Regions from separate parts of the Canis lupus genome. Here region 1 is linked to region 2. The links are chromatin contacts, called in public Hi-C maps. All regions are on one chromosome and are shown on one strand. The core of a region is the stretch at or near the end of the contact, and the rest is flanking DNA. Distances in the headings are between cores, read along the strand shown. Region 1 holds the start of ARPC5 (actin-related protein 2/3 complex subunit 5). Region 2 holds the start of NMNAT2 (nicotinamide/nicotinic acid mononucleotide adenylyltransferase 2).

Region 1 (7,165 bases), core at 4,235-6,734, 170 kb before region 2:
AGTTCATTTTAAGCTATTGAAAAGCTATGTGTGGGTTTATTTGGACCCTGATAGTTATATCGTTATTTTTAGCACCAAGGTGAGCAGTACAGTTGGGAATAATGAGAAAGAGGTACTGAAAGCAGAGAGTGGTGATTAAAAGCAAAAGCTTTGGAATGTGACACACCTAATTACCATACCAGTCTGCCACTTGCTGGTGGAGTATTATTGGCTGAGTTACATAATCTCTCTTAGTCTTAGTTTCCTCATCCATAAAATGGACACATTAATTCCTAAGCCCTAAAGCTACTCTGAGGATTAAATAATGTAAATAAAGAGATTGCTTACCAGGTCTAACATAAAACCATTCATGGGGCAGTTGCAATTATTAATAAAATATTGATAGAATTAGAATAGACAGTAGAAAAAATAGGAATTGCAGGATCTTTCCAATTTTACCAAAACTATAAATTTTATCTTCTAGAAGAAGGAAAGATGTATTACTAGCATTTGTAATAATCAGGTTAGGGGGAGAAAAAAGTTTGGTTTTAATATTTTGCTTAAAGCAACAAGGGAAGTAATAAGTCCATGGTCATGAAAGATATTAAAATAATTGTAAGAAAATATTTTGTGCAATTTTTTGCCAATACATTGGCAATCTAGATGGAATGCACAATTATTAAATGTAAATTATAAAATTGAGTCAAAAAGGAAAGAAAACTAGTCAAAAACCACAGAAGATAAAGATGATCAAAGATCTAACTCTAAAAACATGAACAAGTCCAGATAATTCTGCAAGCACATTTTGTAACATGCAAAGAAAAAATAGCTTAGTAATTCCCTACTATTCAAACTTTTCCAGAGCATAGAAAAGAAGGTGGAAATATTCTCAATTCATCTTACAAAGCTATACTAATATCAAAATTGAATAGAGATGGCACAAATATATACTATGCGCCAATCTCACTTATACATATTGATTCTGAAATCATGTAAACAAAACAGAAACTAATTGAATCTATCAAGTAATTAAAATAGTAACCAGAATCTATTTTAGAAATATGAGAATAGTTCAGTGCTATATATATATATATAATTCATACATTTACAAATTAAAAGATAAAAAATAACACATTTTTTATCATTAGACCCCTCAAAAAAACATTTGACAATTTCAGCAGTCATTCCTAAATATCCTAAAACAATAGGAAATATAAACTGGTAAAATACCAACACTATTTCCATTAAAATAGAAACAAGAGATGCTTATTATCACCCAGTTTTTCAACACTGATTTGAAAGTCCAATTAATGCAATAAGATAAAAAAATAAAAGTGATATAAATTTTAGAAAAGAAAATGTAAGTTATCATTATCTTAAACATTATGATTGTATACTATGACAAAAAATATAACCTTAAACCAACTGTTAGCATAATAAGAGATCCCAGTAATGGGAAAGAAAGAGAATAAACAAATGTTTGAATCCATAGCTTCTCTTAACACTATCATAAGCAGGTAAAAAAAAATAAATAAGAGTCTCATTCAAAACAATATTTAAAAACAAGGTTTAGGGATCCCTGGGTGGCGCAGCGGTTTGGCGCCTGCCTTTGGCCCAGGGCGCGATCCTGGAGACCCGGGATCGAATCCCACGTCGGGCTCCCGGTGCATGGAGCCTGCTTCTCCCTCTGCCTGTGTCTCTGCCTCTCTCTCTCTCTCTCTCTCTGTGACTATCATAAATAAAATTAAAAAAAAAATTAAAAAAAAATAATAATAAATAAAAACAAGGTTTATTGTTTCATTTAGCACTAAACACTTTTCCTGAGACAAGAGTACAGATTTAAAAATTTTTAATCTTAGAAGGACTAGTATGTAAATAAAGGTCCCATTGTAAAATAGTTCACCCTTTCTACCCTACCTTAGTGTGTACTCATAAAGTTATATAAAGCTAAAATAAATCACAAAGCAAAAACTGAAGGTGTGGAAGGTTGTTGGTGTCAACACAGAACCAGTTAATCAGTTCATTTGGATATTATCTATAAGCATTAGACCATACTATAGTCTAGGTAACATGATAAAAAAAACTTTTTATATTGTAGTAATTATGTTGCTAGAAGACAGTGGTATTACATCATCATGACTAGAACTGAAATTTACTTATTAATTTTATATTTATAACTCATGTTTGATACATTTGATTAACACTGGGCTCACTTCCATTTCATTGCTGTGGGACTCAATGTCTTCGTTGAGTATTTAGTGGCAAGGCTGGGGAAAAGAAGCACATGGTAGGTAGAGTACTCAGCTTAAAATATCTGAAAGGAAAGATCTATTATAAAACGGTTTTATCAAAATCCCTTCTAATTAAAAAGATCTTTTACTCTTTGCATTATCACAGATAATAAAAAGGAGCTACACTCTATCATGCAGCACTAACCTTGAGAAAATTGAGATCTAGTCATTAGTATTCAGCCAAACCAAGTTATTTGCACAATAAATAAAATGTCTTAAAACGTTACGGATCCTTTATTTTAGGGATAAACACTCATTTGAAAAATTAAAATATGGAGAGTAATAGTATCTAAAATGAATTAAGTACTATGATTAACATTAAAAATTGTCATTTGCAAAATAAGTAAAAGATAATTAAAGACAGATTTCTTCACACACACACATACACACACACATTCCCTAAAGCTTTATAGATTTAACTGTTAGCTGATTGGGGTAGGGAGGAAATTAAAGTGTCCATTAAGAAATACCCAATCTCTAAATATGATTGCAAAATTGTCAGATTATTCATTGGGTAGAAATGTGTTTCATACCTACTATGTACTAGGTACTTAGCATCGTGAGATGATAAAAAATACCGCATTGGAAAAGGACCTTTTCGACATTATTACATCTTAAATGTATTATGCAACTGAGAATTGATTAATTATATTTAACATATTCAACATATACAGCAAAATTCTGAGTAATCAAATCAATTATACCCTTGAGCAACTCGATTTTTTAAATTCCTCTCACTATTCCCTTAAGTTGATTTCTACCCCAGGATTCTTTCCCAGTTCTAAAATAAGACAATAAAGACACCGTCTAAATAAAACCTAATACAAAAGAAGAGAAATGTAAGAGAAGGGATACATTAGTCTTAAATTCTTGTTTCTGTTTGTTCTCAGTAGCACTTCTCTAATGTTCAATTTTCCCTTCAAAGAAAATCTTGATTTATAAGAAGGGAAAAGTGCAATCGTCTTCAACATCAAAACAAGTACACTGTTTGGCTCTTACTAAAGTTAGCAAAAGATTGAGACTGAGGAAGAAATATTAAAACAAATCTTATATTCTAAGTTATATAATGCCACTTACCATAGTAATGGTCTGATACTTTGGTATATGACTTTTTAAAATAAATATTACCAACAGGTAGAAAATTTTCCTTTGCTCTGTTAAAACAGTATGGGGGAGAGTTTTTATCATGTGTTTGCAGATAACTTGAATGTTAATTTAAAGAAATGTCACTTCTATCACCTAAATGATAAATTTTCCAGAAGGGTGGTTTAATTGGGAGGAGAAAAATGCCATATTGCTTCTTCCTTCCAAGAAGAAAGGGTGCATTCCATTCCTGTGAACTCTTTCAGTCTCTCTCCATATATTTATACATGTATATATATCCACATACATACATATACAACTATGTATATATGTCAGTGTAGATACAGCTATACATATATACATATGTATGCATATCTGTCCCACAAATGTTTGATTTTGAGATCTCTCTTCCTTTTCTTACTGATTCATTATGTTCAGTGTGACTTTCAAACTGTACTGCCTTTCACATTTTATTCATTCATCAATGAATAATTGAGTACCAGAATGTATTGAGCACTGCCTGCATGCTTAGCATTACATCAGATGTAAAGCAAGATACAAAATAAATAAAAGGCAAGTCTTTGCCCTCCAGAATCTTTTGATCTCTTCCAGGAGCAAGATAAAACATGATATGTCATTAAGTAATTCGTAAGACTAACGCCAAAATCAATGGTACAAGTAACATGCATTTTGCATCTATGTAGAATTTTAGAGCTTCAGAACACTTTCCCGTACTTAGTCCTCAGAACAATCTCGCGAAGTACGTTATTATTAGCTCCACTTTAGCAACGAGGAACCTGAAATTGAGGATTTTAAGTGGCATGCCTCAATCAAATAGATTATGAGTGGAAGTCAATACTTCAGCCAGGGTTTTTGATTCTAAGTCCAGGGCTCGTTTCAATACAGCACAGGAAACCAAGGATTGGGGTATCAACAGGGCAACAGCTGGCTTTCTGCTAGAGGTGGAATTGAACGAGACCTGAGAGGATGTCAGGAAAACATAAAGCTATCTGAGCAGCGTCCAGCTAAATGTCCAAAATAATTTTATTCTGCAAATATTTGTGCTTCGGTGTTACACACACAGCACAACTACCATTTCTTTAGTGTTAGTGCCTTTGCCTCCTCAGTAAGGGCTTTGCTCTCAGAAACGAGGATGTCCAATGTAATAAAAAGCTGGCCTAGCAGGATCATATAAATCTCAAATCACAAATATAAATCTTCATCTCAAACCTACTAATCCTCACACGTTTTGTTTCCCCACAGCACCGGAGGGCATAGCTCGCCCCTATCCTTTTCTTCCGTGCTTGCTCCAAACCACCACTTATTTTTAAGATGCCGGTGACTGACCCTACCCCAAATTCCACAGGTCCGCCCCAGGTCTGCCACGCGAGCCCTTGCCCAGAACCTCCGTCTCCCTCCCCAAGGAGATGATACCTAGTTCAGGCTCTGCAGGTGCCGTCGGGATGCTGTCACACAGCACAGCCAGATAAGAGACGACCTTTCGACTCCGTCCTTGGGGACTTCCCGCTGGCCGCGCGGCGTAGCTCCAGCCCCGGGAAAGGGGCTCCCGGCTCAGGAACGCAGCCACGGGCAGCGCACGGTCCCAAGTGATGCCTCTGACAACTAGACCGACGCTGGGCGCCCGGGCGCGCATCACTCCGCCCCATACTCCTGCCAACTGCAGGGGACTCGGTCCGGCCACCAGTCCATCCCACCCCACAGGCAAGTCCGGGCCAGCCGGACCTCACGCAGGACCCCGGCGACAGGTCGCTGGCGGCGGCGGCGGCGGCGGCGGCGGCAGCAGGAGCCACCCGCCCCCAGAGCCCATAGCCGCCAGCCTAAGACCCCCGCCGCCCCCCTTCCGCGGGACCGCAGAGAAGCGTTGCTATGGAAACCCCCTGGGGATCACGTGACGCCCGCGGACGGCCAATCGCCTCTCACCTCTGCCCGCGGCGCCGCTTTCGGCCCGCCCCCGGCCCCGCCCCCGCCCGCCCCCGCCTCCCTCGCCCCGCCCCGCCCCCTTCCTGCCGCGAGCCCGCGCCTGCGCACTGCGCCCGGCGCGCCGTCCCTCGCGCGCGCGCCCGGGAGGAGCGGGGGCGGCGTGGGCGGCGGGCGGAGAGCATGTCGCCGAGGAGGAAGGAGCGCCGCCAGCGCGCAGGCCCAGAAGCGTCCGAGCCGCGGCTGCCGGCGACGCCCCAGAGCGGAAGAGGGAAGTGAAGGCGCCCGGGCTGCGGGTTCCTGGTGGGCTGCGCTTCCCGAGGGCGAGGCAGCACCGAGAGGAGGCTTAGGCCGCCGGTCCGGCTCGCGATGTCGAAGAACACGGTGTCGTCGGCCCGGTTCCGGAAGGTGGACGTGGATGAGTACGACGAGAACAAGTTCGTGGACGAGGAGGACGGGGGCGACGGGCAGGCCGGGCCCGACGAAGGCGAGGTGGACTCCTGCCTGCGGCAATATCCTTGGCGTTTGCCGGCCTCCCCGCGCTCCCGCCCCGCCCCGCCCCGGGACCCCGCGACCCCGCCCGGGGACCCCGCCCGCCGGGCCGCTCCCGGGGCAGGGGCGGCGGCTCTGGCCCTGCGGGGTCCGCCGGACGGGCGGCCGGGGGCGCTCCCGCGTCTAGCCGAGTCACCCCGGGTCACCCCGGGTCACCCCGGAGCCCGCCCCCGCCCCGACTCCTCAGGTGGCGGCCCGAGTCGCTGCCCCGGGAAGCGGCGGGGCGGCCGCGCCCTCGGGGCTCGGAGGGGAGGCCTCGGCTGCTGTCCGCCGGCCCCGGGGGGAGGGGCAGGGGCCCGGGCCCGAGGTCACGGAGGTCCCCCCGCCCCTCCGGAGGTGTGCGATTGCGGGGAGCGGGCTGCCTGCGTCGTGGTGCTGGCGGTTCGCTCTTCGGCCGCGTTAGGAGAGTTCATTCCTCGCGGGGAGGCATGGGGCGGTGTGCACGGTCGAGGCCCCCTGGCCTTTTTAGCCCCTGGGCCCTTTTAATAATTATAGTTATTTACAGAGAAAGGAATTTGTTGCAGATACGAATGTGTTAGCCCCGGGGAAACGGAGTGAGTACGAAACGGCCAGCTCCCGACAAGGAAGCTTGGAGGCTTCTACCTGCGAAGCAAGGGGACAATGCACAGGGATGGCAGGTGGAGAATCCCTGGAAATATTTAAGATAAGCCCCAGTGAATAAAGTAGATGATGAGCAAAATAGACGATGAGTCATTTTGCGCAAAGCAGCATCATTTTTTATTTTTTTTATTTTTTATTTTTTGCAATCCTGAAATCCATTTCCATTTCAGTTAAAATGCGGCTGTCAGTTCCTGGGGTTTTTGGTGTTGTTTTTTTTTTTTTTTTTTTTTTGCATATTTGAATATTCATCAGTGTTGAGCGAGTATTTGGCACCACATCTCTTTTAGAAAAATGTAAATGTTGCAACAGCTAAAGCTGTAGTTCTAGAGATTCTCAATTACTGAATTCACTCACTTCTAATTATTCTTGAATGTATTCATAAGATAGGGAAGACTTTTTAAACCTCTCCTCATCAATGTTCTATTAAAGTATAATGGGGAAATAGGAGTGAAAATATTGGTTGTGACTATATCTAGTCTTAAAGGCACCTAAAATACAGCATTAAACATTTACCAACATACAGATGTTTCTTTGATTTCCACAACTCTCACAGTCAGCTGTTGCTCTGTTGCATTATTTAAATACGTAAGTGCTTTAAGGTCTTAAAAATGAGCCAGTCTGCCAAAGGAAGCTTTTCTAGAAGTTTGTTAAGCCTTGGAAATAACAGCTTACCACCAGCCATAGGGGGTTTTTGTTTTGGG
Region 2 (7,123 bases), core at 3,671-6,170:
GCACAGGCAGAGGGAGAAGCAGGCTCCATGCAGGGAGCCCGACGTGGGACTCGATCCCGGGTCTCCAGGATCATGCCCCGGACTGAAGGCAGCGCTAAACCGCTGAGCCACCTCGGCTGCCCTAAAATACTATTATTTAAAGCATGATATACATCACCCACTCTCTCATCCATGGTCATCTTTACCTTTCTCCCACTCTTATTAAATGAACAATATCCAATATACCCTTTTCTTCTACTCAACAGAGGTGTCAAAGTCTTTAAAATCTATTTTTCAGGACACCCAGTTGGTTCAGAGGTTTAGTGCCTTCCTTTGGCCCAGGGCGTGATTCCGGGGCCCCAGGATGGAGTCCCATGTTGTGCTCCCTGCATGGAGCCTGCTTCTCCCACTGCCTGGGTCTCTGCCTCTCTGTCTCTCTCATGAATAAATAAAATCTTTAAAAAAAAAAATCTATTTTGTCATAAATGGGAAGAGAAAACATTGAATTTTTTCTACAATTTGAGTAATAAATTTCCAATGATATCTAGTCTAGAACCCTCATATTTAAGACCATTTCTTACTTTTATAAACGTGGGTAAGTATTCTCAAACTTATTCATTTATATAAGAATCTTGTCCGTCTATTTCAAAATATGTTACTTCTCAAAAAAAAAAAAAAGACAATTCTCTTTCAACAAAAAAAAGTCATCACCCTGTCTTGCCTAGAACATCACCTTCTTTCCCAAACAGAAGATAGGTTTTTCTTTCCTTTCATCTCTGTTCTATTTCTACAACTCAAGACTAGATAACTTTAAATACCCCCTCTATCTTCATCTTACTGATGCTTTTTACTTATCTCACTATTCTAAAACGGCCATCTTACTCCCTGGTTTGCCACCACCCTGCCATTTCAACACCAGACACCCTCCAACAAATTAATTCAGCTGGTACAAAGCTAATTTTCATCTACATAAGATCTGTGGCTATGCAGCTTAAAAATTGCTCAGTCATGGTCTTACACCACTGAGAAAGGTAGGCAACAAAACTCTCCCTAAAGTCAAGGTCACAAAGAATAATTGCTATTACCCCAACCACACTTGTTCAGCAATACCTAGCATCCTTCCCAAGTTGTCTAAAAACCAAAGATTTGGTTTCCACAAAGAAAAGAGAGTGAACATGAGGCTTCCCTGAAGACATTCTCTAGCCTCCTCACAGCAGACTTTAAATGCAATGATTATCTGAAGAGGAAAAGGGAAATTGGGGTTGATGCAAGTCTTTATTACCCTTTCCCTTCTAAGTCCCAGCCCTAAGACTTGCTTTATTTACATCGACTGGCTCTCAGGAATCCTTAAGAGACTCCAGGTCCTATGCCTGTTCAATTTTGCTTACTCAACTTTAGCTGGAAAATATAAGTTATTTAAACATGGTTTCATTCTCACTCTTTTCTCCCTCTTCAAAGAACTCAAATCACCTCAAGTGGACTACCAATGATTTCACAACCTACAGATAAGTCTTCCCTAAATGCCATGATGATTCGCGAAATATAAAACAGATTAACAAAGAAGCCTCTCAAAGCCAACCAATCTTCCCATTAAAACTATCACCTCTCCCAGTCTGCTTTTCATACCTTTCTATTCCACTATCTCTAGTCCTAACTGCTCATTATTGCATTACGTAGATTCATCTCCCTACTGCCTATGAACACGAGAATGCTCTTCTAACAAATTGTCTCAGATTCTTCATTGTTCATCCATTTTAACTATAAACTACAGATCATGATTCAAGACTCTCAAATATGGGGCACCCGATCTAATAGGTCTTCCTTGATCACCATGTCTACATAAAACAAGATAACCATATCTTGCTTTTTCCTCCTAGTTCTTGTCACCACCTGACAAACACGGTTATCAGTTCATATGTTTATTGACTGCATAATCATACTAGAATATACCTTCCTATGTTTATTCTTTTGTTCGCCATTCTACCCTCAGTGCCTAAAAGAGTAACTGACATATAGTTAGCTCTCAATACATATTTGTGGAAGGAATGGATGAGCCCAGACATGTCACACAGTACGGCTGATACGGAGTTGGAAGACCTACATTTGAGTTACAGAGCTTCCATGTACCAGCTATATGGTCCTCAACAATTTTTCCTTCATTGAGCTATACTTCCCTCATGTGTAAAATGAAGGGGTCACACTTCATCTATATATAAAAAAAAAAAAAATGTATTTAAGTGTTTCCAGGTGCATCACCCTACATTGTTTAACTAGACTAAACACCTTCCTTGGCCTTCCTATCTTCATATCTCTGTTCAGTTTCCTTCCATTTGGATTCCCCATTCTCAATCCACAACTGTCAGAATTATACTTATCCTTCGGGTAACTTAAAATGGTTTAAGTGCCATTCTCTCCTTGAAACCTAACAAACTATAAACTGTAAGGAGAGGGTGGAGTTCTTTTCTATTCTCAGCAGTTGGGACAATGCCTCCCATATAGGTGATCAACAAAATGACTGATGAATCATGAGTGTATGAATTAACAAATGAACAAAGGAAGCTTTTCCTGACTCCCCAACCCCCCAACTGCTCAGGTAATCTCCTGCCTTTGGACTCTCATGACACTTGGCGTCTTTTTGACACCTGCCATATTTTGCTCTGTGCTATTATTAATTTACTTGCCTAATACGCTAAACTGCAAATTCCTTAAAATTAAGTACAGTCCTGATGGCTCCCATATCCCCCCTCTACAACATCTAGCATAGACGTTTCCCACAGCTATATTTATTAAGTTTACCTGATAAGTTAAACAACAAAAGGATAATAGTGAAGAAAAAGGACTGTGATAGAAAGATAGCATTCCAACTACCCTAAGGTCATTGGCCACACGTGTTGTGTGGATCCTGTCACTGTTAAACTCAGGCATTCAAGTGTAATCCAAAGATCTCATCATTCTCCCTTTTCCACACTTTGCTTAAGGCAACTATTACTACTTTCATAAGTAGAACAGCCACCCTCCTGTACACTTACTACTTACCTTCTCTTGCAATATGCATATAGATTATGCCAATCACACACATCAATACTTTTCACTTCACTACACAGCTAAAGTGACTTTTGTGCGCATTTCAGACTTCTAACACCCCATTCAATTCCCTCCTCTACAAGGTATGAAACCATTGTCTTAAAGATCTTCCCATAAGCCTGCCTTAGTTCTGCTCCTGAAAGACAAAAAGGATCCGTTTTAAGATCTTCCTTCCCCTTTTTCTAAGAAGTAGCAATTCTCCCGAATTAACCTTGGGCTCTAACAACCTTTTATTTGTCTGACATCGAGATTTTTGACCCTCTTATACCTCTCATTCTGCTTCCATGGAACCTTCCTGGCTGCACAATCGCTGGTGTCTTTCCTTTCAGTACGCCCTCGCCACCACGTACCTGGTCCCAATGTACCTAATCTGCCCCTTCCTAAAATGCTGGTCAGTCGCTCCCTTTACACCACCCCAGACCCACATCCCCTACTCACACGCTCGGTACCCGTGCGTCACTCTACCTCCGACACCCAAGTTCCTTACACCACTCTTAACGAATGCACACGACTCTCAGAATGGTATCTTCCGACTACACTAATTCTAACTCAGTTTCTTCTGGGGAACCCAACAGCACCGTCCATAGTACCTCCCTCTTTCCTCACTTCCTCGTCCATTACCCCTCTTTATGCTCTCACCTCCACCCCGCCAACTAACTACAGATGACATTATTCCTCAGCACTTTCAACCTAAGAATAAAGACTCGACTGGGGTTTCCAGCGGTCTCCCCCCCCCCCCCCCACCCCCCACCCCCCACCAGGTGTGCAGACTTCCACCTCGTCCTCGCCCCACGCGCCGCCCCACCCCACCCCACGCTCCCCTCACCCCGGGGGTCAGACTCCAGACCCACCCCCCCCGGGGTCGCGGCCCCCGCCCCCCCCCCCCCCAGCGAGCCTGCGACCCCGGGGGGCGCGCGCGCACACACATTCTCACGCTTCCCTAACCTCCTTCCCGGCACCCGGACGAGCTGGCCGCGCTGGAACTCCGGCGGGCCCACGGGGGGCCAGGCACTCGGGAGTGTGCCCGCCCCGCCCCCTCCCGCGGAGCCCCTCGCAGCCCCCGCCTCCCCACCGGGGAAGGAGAGGACACAGCAACTCCCCCGCCGCCCCGCCGCCCCGCCGCCGTGTCTGTTGCTCCGCGCCCCGACCCTCGACCTGCTCCCCCCGCGTCCGGGACCGGCCTCTGCACTCACCGGAGATACTGCGCGCTCTGCAGGCTCATCCTCCGCCGCCGCGTCTTCCCGCGAAGCCTCTGTGGGTCTCTCAGGCTCCTCGAAGCGGCCCCGCGGCACCGCGGGTGCTGGCGGCCGCCGCCATCTTCCTCTCCTCCGGCTCCTCCTCGCTCGGCGGGGGGGTGGGGGTGAGTGAGGCGAGGGGGAGGGAGCGGGGAAAGCTGCTCTCGCTGCTGCTCCGGCCCGTGGGGCGCAGGGACACTCCGACCCGGGAGGGGGGAGGGGGAGGGAGAAGGGAAGGGGGCGGGGGGAAAGAGGGGGGAGAAGCCGAGGACGGAAGTGGGGGTCCCTCTCGCGAGATTTCAGCGGCGCCCGGCCCTCCCGGTGACTTCTGCTTCTCTGTGGCGCTGCCTCTTGGGATCGGCTAGCCGTGAGGCCCCTGTTCGGCGGCTGAGCGGCCTGCCGGAGGCGCTTGGCGGCTTCCGGCCGGTCCAGCCCTCTCCCGCGCGAGGGGGCAACCCCGGCCTCGCCGGGCACATCGAGCCCAAATCACCCGGGAGTTACACTCAAAGTCTTCCCCCGTCTTTCCACTCCACCCGATTCCTCGCTTCCTTTTTCCGCTCCTCCAGTCTTCCCTGCCGGAAACGCTGTCCCTCCCTCCTCCAGTTCCGCCCGCCAGTCCCTCCACTCTAGTCTCCCCTCGCGCCGCAGAGAGTGACGCTCAGGACCCCTCCCCCGCTGGGGGGCCCCTCCCCCTGCACGCCTGGAGACTGTTGAAGGGGATGGGGTGGAGCCCGGGGAGGAAGAGAAAGGAAACCGGTCGGATTGGATCAACAGCTGCCATGGCAACTGGAGGCTGTGGTTGTATTGTCATAGTAACCAGTGTGCGCGGACTGGGTGACCCTCCCGGGGCGAATGGATTCCCGGGAAAGTGCCCGGGGTTCCCCCTTGGCTTCCCTTCCGCCTGAAAGCCTCCCCCAGGTCAGGAATCCGGGTGATCTCCCGGGCGGTGAAGTTCACTTCCTCTTCCCTTTCCCCTTCCCGCAACAATGGGGGCGGGGTGGGGGCGGGGGGAGGAACCCCGAGGCGTTCGCCTCACCCGCCTGCGGGCGGGAACCACCCCCGGCGTCCTGTCGTCCCCGTGCGGGGCGTGGAGAGGCCCGGGGCCGGAGGCGGGCGGCCGGGCGGGCGAGGGGCTTCCCCGGGACTGCGGCGGGCGCCGCGGGGCGGGGTCCCGGCCGGACGGGGGCCCTGAGGGGGGACAGCGGCCCCCGACGGCCCGCGTTCCTGTGCTGCCGGGCGGGGGCCGCCCTTGCCGAGCCGCCCACGCCGCAGCCCGCGCGCCCGCTGCGGGGAGGCCGGGGCTAGTGGGCGAGCGCGTCGCGGAGGACTCGGCGCGGGGGTTCCCGGCGGGAGAGCCCGGGACGCGGGGGGACGCCGCCGGCGGAGGCCCCCCGCCCTGCACGCTCCGTATCCGCCGGGCCGCAGTCGTGTCCCGGAGACCCTGGGCCCTGCCTGGCGCGAGCTTCCCATGCAAGGCATCGAGGGAAAAGGGAAAAAAAAAAAAATCCTTTTGAAAGTCTGTTATTTGCATTTGGTATCAGATTTGGGGCTAACAACCAGAAATGAAGAATGGGGGGGGGGTCAATAATGCTGTGGGTCCTGATGCTTTGAAGGACGTCCTGGGTGGTCGACGAGTCGCGTCTTTAACGCGTCCTGGGGCACCCCTTAGGCAGCTTTGCCAAGCACTTGAGGGTTGCGGCTGTGGAGCCTCCCCGGGCGGCCACCAGGTGGGTAACGTCGGGGTTTTACCCGGCTGTTTCGGTCTGGGCTGAGTTTGGGTCACCGACTCCTGCTGTCTTCCAGACTTTCAAGATCCTTCCCCGTGACCACACCTATTACAAGATTAGGCCGGTGTCTTTCTGAGACATCGCGTACATACACGCGTTTGGAGGAAATACATTCCCAAGGATAGATGATCATTAACGACATAGCGAGTGAACTGTGCCCTGCCCGTCGTGCTGCCGCGCCTCCCCGCGCCTCCCCGCGCCTCCCGCGCCAGTGTGATCCCTGGCGGCGCCCACTCGGGGAAAAGAGAGCCACCTAGTGAGAGAGGGCTCGCAGCTCCGCTGCAGGTGCTGCTTTTCCTTCAACTCTGGAGCCCAAGGATGGAGAGGACTGCCACATGGCCCCTAAAATACCCTACATCTCCTTCCGGAAATGTGTTGGTCAGGTCTTTAAAAAAAAAAAAAAAAGACTTTAGCCAGAATAAAAATTCTGTTGGGTAAAATAATGATTCCCTTAGTAATCCCCGCAATAACATCTTTTATGTCTGGCTTATGTCGCCAATAGACAGTATTTGAGCATACGTCATGACACCCCTGCCAAGGGATCTAGGAGAATATTACTATCTGCTCATTTCAGAAATAAGGGAGCTGGGATCAGAAAGATGAATCCCGGGGGCACCTGGGTGGCTCAGTTGGTTAAGTGTCTGTCTTTGACTCAGGTCATGATCCCAGGGTCCTGAGATCCAGCCCAGTGTTTGGGCTCTCTGCTCAGCAGAAATCCTGCTGCTCCCTCTCTCTCTGCGCCTCCCCCTCACTGGTTCTCTCTGTCTCTCCCTCTCTCCCCGTCCCTCCCTCTCTCCCCTAGCTCTTTCTCTATCTCTCTGTCTTGCTTGCTTTCATTCTCTATCTCAAATAAGTGAATAAAATCTTTTTTTTTTTTTAACACTAATCTTTTTCTTTTTTCTCTAGACATTTACTGAGCATTTATTATATTTCAGGCACTGTTCAGTTTACTATGGACGCCATGGTGAAAAAGGGTCCTGGGGTCCCTGTCTTGGAGAAATCCACCTTCTGGTAGACATAGCAGAGAGTGGAGAAGTG

Evidence for each region. Hi-C and Micro-C count contacts between places; a contact is called where the count stands out from the background.
Region 1: a Hi-C map of blood shows a contact between it and region 2, with 2.7 times the contacts expected there. The contact joins the promoter of ARPC5 here to the promoter of NMNAT2 in region 2. A contact is called at or near these places in 3 of 9 Hi-C or Micro-C datasets (amygdala and blood).

The regions. Positions count from the first base shown.
Region 1 is chr7:16,864,961-16,872,125 of UU_Cfam_GSD_1.0, reverse strand. ARPC5 (actin-related protein 2/3 complex subunit 5) reads left to right here and starts at 5,484. Exons shown (of 4, transcript XM_038542275.1): 1 at 5,484-5,803. The coding sequence starts at 5,661. It overlaps RGL1 (ral guanine nucleotide dissociation stimulator-like 1), which reads right to left and starts at 5,191. Exons shown (of 18, transcript XM_038542279.1): 1 at 4,788-5,191.
Region 2 is chr7:16,698,466-16,705,588 of UU_Cfam_GSD_1.0, reverse strand. NMNAT2 (nicotinamide/nicotinic acid mononucleotide adenylyltransferase 2) reads left to right here and starts at 4,920. Exons shown (of 13, transcript XM_038542274.1): 1 at 4,920-5,216; 2 at 7,021-7,123. SMG7 (protein SMG7) reads right to left here and starts at 4,444. Exons shown (of 23, transcript XM_038542263.1): 1 at 4,257-4,444.